2 separate regions of the Rattus norvegicus genome follow, and region 2 is linked to region 1. A link is a contact called in public Hi-C data. All regions are on one chromosome and are shown on one strand. The core of a region is the stretch at or near the end of the contact, and the rest is flanking DNA. Distances in the headings are between cores, read along the strand shown. Region 1 overlaps Syn3 (synapsin III). Region 2 holds the start of Fbxo7 (F-box protein 7).

Region 1 (4,110 bases), core at 1,134-3,633:
ACACAGGCACATGCACACACACACACAGGCACACATACATACACACACACCTATACCTGTGAGCTCTGGTCACTGAGATCTCTCCACTTTCACAAAAAGCCATCCATGCTCATATGCCCCAGCTCTGGACACTCAAGGAGGGAAGAATGGAAGATGCTTCACATTTAAAAACAAACAAATAAAAAAGCCAGTTTGGGTCTTCTAAACACAAGAAAACAACTTTTTCAAAAAAGTTCCAGAAAGCCTCAGACAAACAAACAAACAAACAAAAAAAAAAAGAGATGGCTTTCAGATTTGTTTTTTTGTTTTTTTCCCTCAGAAACATTAGAGAATTGTTTTCCTTTGGACTTTGGGGTGGGGTCAGGAACAGAGGGAGCTTGTTCCTGGGAATGTGAAGTGTATTTTTCCCAGTAAGGGGGAAAAGGAAACAGAGATCCAAAAATACTGTCTCCCAGCGCTTGTGACACATTTGGTGAGGATGCTCAGGGGAAACACCCTGGACCTCGTCCTCTCTGACCTGGCCCAGGGGATGACCTTGCTCACTGGGAAAAAATGTTTCCCTGGGGAGAGTGAATATCCACTTCCTTTGTCTGTGTCCACCGTGGAGATTCCAGTACTTGACCTCAGGCTCCTTGTAGCGGCCATTTTCCACCACAGAGAATGCGGGGAACAATCCAGGGCAGAAGGCAATGGGTAAGATTGGAGGAGAGACTGGCAGGGTGCTGGGAGCCCAGGAGCACTGGGGACAGACTCTTGTAACTGCCGCTGGAGACTGCCTGGGACCCCAGAGAGCTCCATTTGGGGACAGTGTACAGCCTTTCTGGGACCCATACCCACACTCCAGTTTAATTTTCAGGCACTCCAGGTGCGTGACTCACGGTCCCCTGAAAGTCACAGCCAAGTGGGCCTTAGCAGCTGCCTGAACCCTTAGTTTGGTCGACCAAAAATAGACCCAGAAAAGACAAGAGACTTCCCCTAAGCAAGTCCATAGCAGAACATAGGCCTGGAACCCTGGCCGCCTCATCTGCCTGGTGCTTGGTTAGGAGGCCCCTGCAGCTATAGAACTCTCCATCCGTTTCCTCAGCCCTGACGAGGAAACCATGTAATCGTAGAACCTGCCTTGAAGGCTCATTCTAAGATAGGTCCCCGTGTAGCCCAGGCTACCCTCAAATTCAATATGTAGGAAGACCTTGAACTTTTGTTGCCCTTGCCTCTGCCTCCTGAATGCTGGAATCATAGGTGCTGGGGGTGGAAGCCAAGGCCCCAGGTATGCGAGGTGAGCACTGTCGTCACATTCCCAGCCCTGCAAAGTGACAGCACTGGCATCATCGATACCTGGGTCTTAGAATAGTGTCCCGTATCGCACCAGCGCTCAGTGACCCTGTACTGTCAAGGCCTTCCCATGGTAAACAGAGTTTACTGCAAGGACCTCCCCCCACCCATAGTTCCCCCAGGACACTGGCCACTCTGACTTTATGATAATTCTGGGACTAAGCTCTCCAGTGGGTCAGTTGAGTGAGCTCAGCAAAGACATGGTCACAGAGGGGCTCCTAGGAACGGGTGTGGTCCTGAAGGGTTTCTGGAGGAAGGGTGGACTAGATGTTTCGTGTTGAGTGAGGAGTTAGCCAGGTGAGGAGTGGGCAGAGAGAGCTAGGTACAGGGTCTGGAAGTAAGAATATCCGATTACCCCAGAGCTGGGCGAAGGGCCAGGGTTTGGCAGGGTGAATCAGGTGACAGACAGGGGAAGGCTGAATTCCAACGGTAGAGGAAAGAGGTGACAAACACAGCTCTGTCCCAAGTCCACCAAGACTTTATGTCCCCTTAAGACCATCAGCTGCCTGTACCTCGTGATCACCTGGCACACTGACTCACACCTCTGCGCCTCAGTTTCCCCATCTACTACAAAAGTAGACTGGGCCAACGTGACTTCCCAAAATGCAGCCCCTTCTTCCTTAAGGACAGCCTGGTTCCCAAGGAGAGTTTCATTTTAGGTCTGTGTCCAGCTGGGAGCCCCCAGAACAATGTTTTTCCTCTTTTGTCTTCTCTGTTAACCCTGGGTCACTTCCAGCCTGTGTCAAATTGTTAGTTGTTGTTCTAATTGAGCCCCCACCAGTTCCCAGCTCTGAGGACATCTTTAACCTTGGGCCAGAAGAGAGAGGGCCAGCCCCAGCTCTGGGAGGACAGTGGAGTGGGAAACGAGAGGGTGGGAAATGAGGGGGCAGAGACTGACGCCCCAGAGTACAGAGAAGGTCAACACGTGCTCCCCAGCCCTGGTCACGTTGCTGGACTCCAGGGTGTGGAGGCTGAGTGGAACTGAATCCAGGGAGCCCTTCACAAGGAACTAGAGAGAACTGCGTGTCTGCTGGGAGCCCAGACAGCAGGAAGTGCCCAGCTGGGTGCGTTGCATGGAGAACATTGCCATCTAGTGGTCATTCTGCCTTGAGCGCAGTGTCAACACTCCAGAAATAAAAAGCCAACTTCAGGGTTCTTCAACCTCCTCTCCTCCCCCACACCAGGTCATGGACAGTTCAATGCCACTGATTGGAGAACATGTGGAGGAGGACAAGCAGTTAATGGCTGACCTTGTTGTTTCCAAGATGAGCCAACTCCTGGTGCCAGGGGCCTCGGTGCCCTCCCCCCTGAGACCTTGGGTAAGGTTTTCTTGAGATAACCCCAGGCAGGCATCCTATAGGAGAAGGGGGTGGGGACAGAGGCTGGCAAGGGCCTTGCAGGGACCCTTTCTTGCTCATCTCTCCTAGAAAGAAAACTCCTGTCCCATCATCTTTGGATTGATTGATGGCAATGTTCATCTCTCTGTCTCCATGTTGGATCTGAATGGAGATGTGTGAAAGAATCCAGGCACACAGATGCCCTATGTTCCCAGTGCACAGGACAATAGAAACTATTGTGTCTCAGGCTTCCCATCCCCCGACCCAGCAATCGTCAGCCTTCTGGGAAAGCAAGTTTCAAATCTTTCCCCCAACACCAACCCCTACTTATCCCACAGAAACCCATCTCTTCATACACACAGGAATAGTAGTTGAACTCAAGGGGCTTCTAGGAGCCAGGAGGCATTTGCAGCATCTTCCGTGGCTATCCTAAAAACCTATCAGGAGGTACACTGAAGAATCATGCATTGTGTACTTTACATCAGTGATTTTTAAAATAAAGATGTATCTAAGGCTTTGCCTCCTACCAGAATTACTGTAGCCAGGGGCTTCCTTCCTCTTCTCTTACTCTAGGGTCCACAGACTAAATCTGCAAAATCTCCAGGGCAAGGCCAGCTAGGACCTCTGCTCGGACAGCCCCAGCCAAGGCCACCTCCACAAGGTAAGATGGGGCAGCCACTGAGAAACACTGTATCAATGAAACTGAAATGCAGTGCAGAGGACTGTGAGGTGTCTCAGTGATAAGAACACATTCTGTGCGAGCATGACAACATGAGTTCAAATCCCCATCACACAAGTAACAAGCTGGACATAGCCAAACATGTCTGTATTTACAACACTGGGGGAAGGGAGGGACAGGCAGTTCCTGGGAACTGGCTGACCAGTTAGTTTAGCTCAATAAGAGATGCTGTCCAAAGCAGTGGTTCTCAACCCCTCTGGGGTTGCATGTCAGATATCCTGCATATCAGACACATACATTATGAATCATAATAGTAGCAAAATTACGGCTATAAAGTAGCAACAAAAAGAATTTTGTGGTTGGGTGGTCACCGAACCCTGAGGAACTAGATTAAGGGGTGGCAGCATCAGGAAGGTCGAGAGCCACTGGTCTAGAGGGAGTAAGGTAGGAAGCAAGAGAGGAAGACACTCAGTGTCCTCTGACCTCCACGTGTACACACATACACAGAGCAGCTAACTAATTAAATCAATAACAGTGGGTTGCTGGAGACAGTCTAGCCCAGTGGCTCTCAACCTTCCAGATGCAGCAACCCTTTAATACAGTTCCTCCTGTTGTGTTAACTCTCAACCATGAAATTATGATCTGAGTTTTCTGATGGTCTTGAGCGATCCCTGTGAAAAGGTTGCTCCCCCCCCCCCGCAAGGGGCTATGATCCATGAGAACTGCTGGTATAGACAATCCATTCCTAATGCTTTATCCTTA
Region 2 (4,110 bases), core at 616-3,115, 45 kb after region 1:
CTGAAAATCTGCCAGTGCCCATGAAAACACCAGGTCAACCTTGGCAGGAAAGGGGACAGTCCCCAAGCAAACAATTCCTTCTGTAGACAAGATAAGGAGCCGTCTGTTTAACAGAGATGCTAGCTTCCCCTCCCACTTTTCTGGCATGTTTTTCCAAGGTCCTATTTTCTGTAATCACCGGCATTGGGGGAATTTCACCCAAAAAAAAATGCAATTCTAGAAGCTCCAAACAAAAACAAAAAGGAAAGAGGAAGCTTCAAACTTTAAAAAAAATCTGTTTTATACCAATCTTTGGTTTGCTTACTTAGAAAATACTCTTTAAGAACAACAAGTGTGTCACATGGACACATTTTAAAGCTTCCCTTTTGTACCCCAAATGAGCAAAATTTCAGATTTTCACACCGACCTCGACTGTGAAAACAGCAGGCAAGAGAAACTAACAGGGGCTTCTGGGTTTCACACCCTTTCAAAACTGCCCAGCTTAACTGAGAAGTAATACAATTTGTAAATACCTTAAAAATTGCATTCTCAAAGCCTGAGGAGTGGCAATTGTTATCAACATAGAAAACAGTTTTACACCAAATGAGTAACATGTAGGTAGGTCACCATTATATGGAAATATATATAATATACGATATGGGAATACATTGTTTAATTCTTTTAATGTGAAAAAGGGCTTTTTAAAATATTTTGCCTAACATTATTTTATTAGACAGGGTCTCACTGTGTAACACTGGCTGGTCCGGAATGAACTCAAAGATACACCTAGCTCTTCCTCCAGAGCGCTAGAATAAAGGTATACCTCAGGCTTACTTAATGGGGAGGGGTGGGGGGGTGACCAATCTAATCAGTTTCATTTTGCTTAATTCCCTACAAATAAAGTGAAAAGGGGAAGACTTATTTAAAATGCCAATTAACGGGAAGAGTTTTTCTTTTAACATTTTTCCCTTTAAAAGCACCAGAGCCCATCTTCTAATTTTATTTTCTTCACTAGTTCAAATTTCTAGCTCAGCACTTGAAATGGGTCATCCATATAGTTGTCTCTCTACGTCCTGAAAATATCTTCTACAGAAACATAGAAGCTTCATCTGCAACCCCATAAATTAGTAATAGAACCTAATCCTTTCTCAACTTGCCACAAAACTGCAAGCTCTATAGGGTCAAGCCTCTATTTTAGAGAAAAAGCAACAAACATTCTCACCCAGAAAATGCCCAGTGACCCGAAGAATGCGTACTTCCAAACCTTGCAGTGAGAAAGTTACAGTTAAGTGCAGTCTGGCACATGCACGCTCACCTGTTACTGTAGCCCTGGGCGGTGGCACAAATTACAGCGACGTAGGATGTCAAGAAGTTTGTCACTTCAGCTACGATGCTTTCCCCGACTTAACCACTGAAGTATCCTAACCGCTAAGGTAAATTCCACCCACAGTGGGTTTACACTGGGAGGTTTAACGCAAGCCAAGCTTCCCGAATTTCCCTCCCGCCCTCGGGGCGGCCGTGACAGCAACCCGGAAGTGACTACTCACCATGGTGGACAGCGGCACCAGGGGGAGGCTGGGCCATGGTCTCCCAAAGCCAGACCCCGGCCAGCACTCAGCTGCCGAGCGTCACAGTCACAGGCGTCTAGACCAGCTACGCCCCGGAGGCCCGGACCTCATGTGACCGCCCGACGCGCGCCATTCCCGAGCCCCGCGACCGCGACGCCGCTCACCTGAACCCCAACGTGGGCAGCAGGTCCTGGATGAGGTGCGCGCGCAGCTGCCCGAGCGTCGGCTCCGACTCCGGCACCTCGAGCGGCTGGGTCCGCTTTTGAAGCCGCACGCGCAGCTTCATGGTGAGCGGACCGCAAGCCTCGGTCGGCCCGGGGAGAAACCGAAAGCAAGTAGCTCCGGGCCTGCGCGCCTGAGGAATCCCAGCTCGCCGCTCTCTCCACCACGCCCCCTAGAGCCTTCTGCTCGAGCCGAGTGCCGAGCGCCTGCGCTTCTCTATCGGTGGCTCTGGGCGCGACAGCGCCACCTGGGGGGCGAGGCGCGCACGGCGCAGGCGCTGAGTTCGCTGCCTTGCGCCGAGTGCCCACGCTACACCCTGTGCGCTTCCGCCCGGGTGAGCGAGTTCGTTCTTTCGGTCCCAGCTTGCAGGATCTTTAGCGCTGGAACGAGCGCTGCCCACAGTGTGCAGACGTGACAGACGCCCTAACCTGATGGCCCTGGTTTTGCCTGTTCTATTCCGGTCATTAGTGCTCAGACCTGCCTATAATTTACATAGGTCCCCTGTGGTGATAAGGATGTGGAGCCAGGGATCCCTTAAGGGCTGTTGTCGGCCTGGGAGATCCTAGAGGCCTACAGGTGAGATAAGAATAGGACAATGGCCGTGAGGTATTAACAGCTGCCTTTGCTTCTTTAAAACTCACTATCGCTATGGGAAACAGATGAAATGATCTTTTAATTACTACATAGGGAAGATAAGAAGCAATTGAGGAAAGTAAAACAGTTTTCCTGCCCAGCTGTGGATTTCGTGAATAGTTGTAATATACACCTTTCTGATGTCCAATTTAAACCCCCCTCTTAATCCTTAGCCCCCCCCCTTCTCCCTATGGAATGTTGTTTTGGCTCTAAAGATGCCTGCCGTCTGCTAGCAGTAAGAATAAACTCACTTAATATAAATTTGAATTGAGCCTGAGTCTTTGGTCTCTCTCCATGGATTTGAAGGCCACAACAGTATAGCTCTCCACTTTCCAGGTTAAATCTTGATAAACCAGCCTGCCTTCATCTCAGGCTCAAACGACATCTTATAGTAAAAGCAAACTAGGTCCATTCCTGTTTATGATTACATTTCTCCTTCTCAAGGATTGGTCTATGTCCCACCTGTAAACATAACTACGAATGGCTCTGTACTGCCCCATGCCTTTATTACAAAAGGTTATTATGACAACCTGTTGCTATGACAAACCCGCTGTGAACCCCTTGCAAACCATGTCTTCATTTCAAGAGGTTTTCATGACCAACTTGGCGTGCGTGCGTTCTGCTTCAGTAATCAGTGCCTATTCGCCTGCCAAATCCTCATCTGGAAACCCCCCTTGCTCCTGAACTATTAAAACCTTACCTTACCTATGTCCAGCCCATGTTCACAAACCAAAACATAAGCTTGCATTAATTAATATGGCCATGATGATCTGGGTTTGATGGTCTTTCTCCTCAGACATGAAGGACTGATCTTTTTTCCTGTGGGATTACCAATCCCTACTGCATTTTTTCCTTGGCGCTGCTCTTAGAAACTTGAAGCCACCCCCTCTATCTCCTTCGTGTTACAGCTTTCAGTTGTCGCACGGTGCATTAGTAACCTCTTGCCGCATATCTGATGTCCTTCAAAGCTTACTAGCCTGCATCGATAAACATGTGTTGCCCCATAGATTCTGTAGATTGGGAGCCTGGGTGTAGGGTGGTTAGGTAGTTAGTTCTGTCTCAGGGTCTCCCGCCAGAATTTACTACACATATCACCCTACCGGCCACAGATTTTTTTTTCCCCAGAGATCTGCTTGAATGTCCACATAACAGGACGATAGTTGGATTCCCTGAGAGTAAGCAACCCAAGCATAACCAAAGCAAACTGAAGTCTTTTATGACGTAGCCTCAGAAGTTACATATTTACTTCTTTTAATTTCTCGCTACAAGCCAACGTTTCGGTATAAGAATATCAAACCAAAAGCATGAGTGCTGATAAATCAGATCACCATTGGTTTGAGACAGGTCATAATAGAAAACCAATTTTTATGAACGAGGCAAAGAGTTTGAGATACATCCTAGAATGCATGAGAAGCCACCGGACGGTTGTGAGGGAGTCTCCAACATCGGGGTCTTTAGTTCTAAACACTAGAAATTGACTCTGGGCAACTCCCCATCGGGTTCTGGGGTGGGGGTGGGGGGATTGGAGAAAACTGGAGGAAATTGCTGTTACCACTGCTAGAGAAGACTGGAAAGAGGCTGACCCCGTCTCTGCTACCATCGGATACCTAGTGGGTTTTGCCATGCCCTGCACCAACAAAATGGCAACCTTGCAAAAGATTCTGTTTTCTCCCCTTACCTCCCAATCAAGGGTTTTTAGGAGTGCAAT

What was found. A called contact is a pair of places that touch in the nucleus more often than the background predicts.
Region 2: a contact with region 1 is called in a Hi-C map of Schwann cells, with 5 times the contacts expected there. The contact joins the promoter of Fbxo7 here to the enhancer-like site in region 1. A contact is called at or near these places in 2 of 12 Hi-C or Micro-C datasets (Schwann cells and kidney).

What each region holds. Positions count from the first base shown.
Region 1 is chr7:19,677,823-19,681,932 of GRCr8, forward strand. Syn3 (synapsin III) reads left to right here. Exons shown (of 14, transcript NM_017109.2): 11 at 2,517-2,651; 12 at 3,243-3,330. Among named protein-coding and RNA genes, the nearest start is that of Fbxo7, 45 kb to the right of the region's middle. Within about 2 kb of position 2,384, at least 49 of the 93 cell types and tissues checked have an H3K27ac peak or open chromatin away from gene starts, as enhancers often do. A contact at or near this core is called in Schwann cells, where this site is marked.
Region 2 is chr7:19,723,315-19,727,424 of GRCr8, forward strand. Fbxo7 (F-box protein 7) reads right to left here and starts at 1,866. Exons shown (of 9, transcript NM_001012222.1): 1 at 1,712-1,866. The coding sequence starts at 1,833.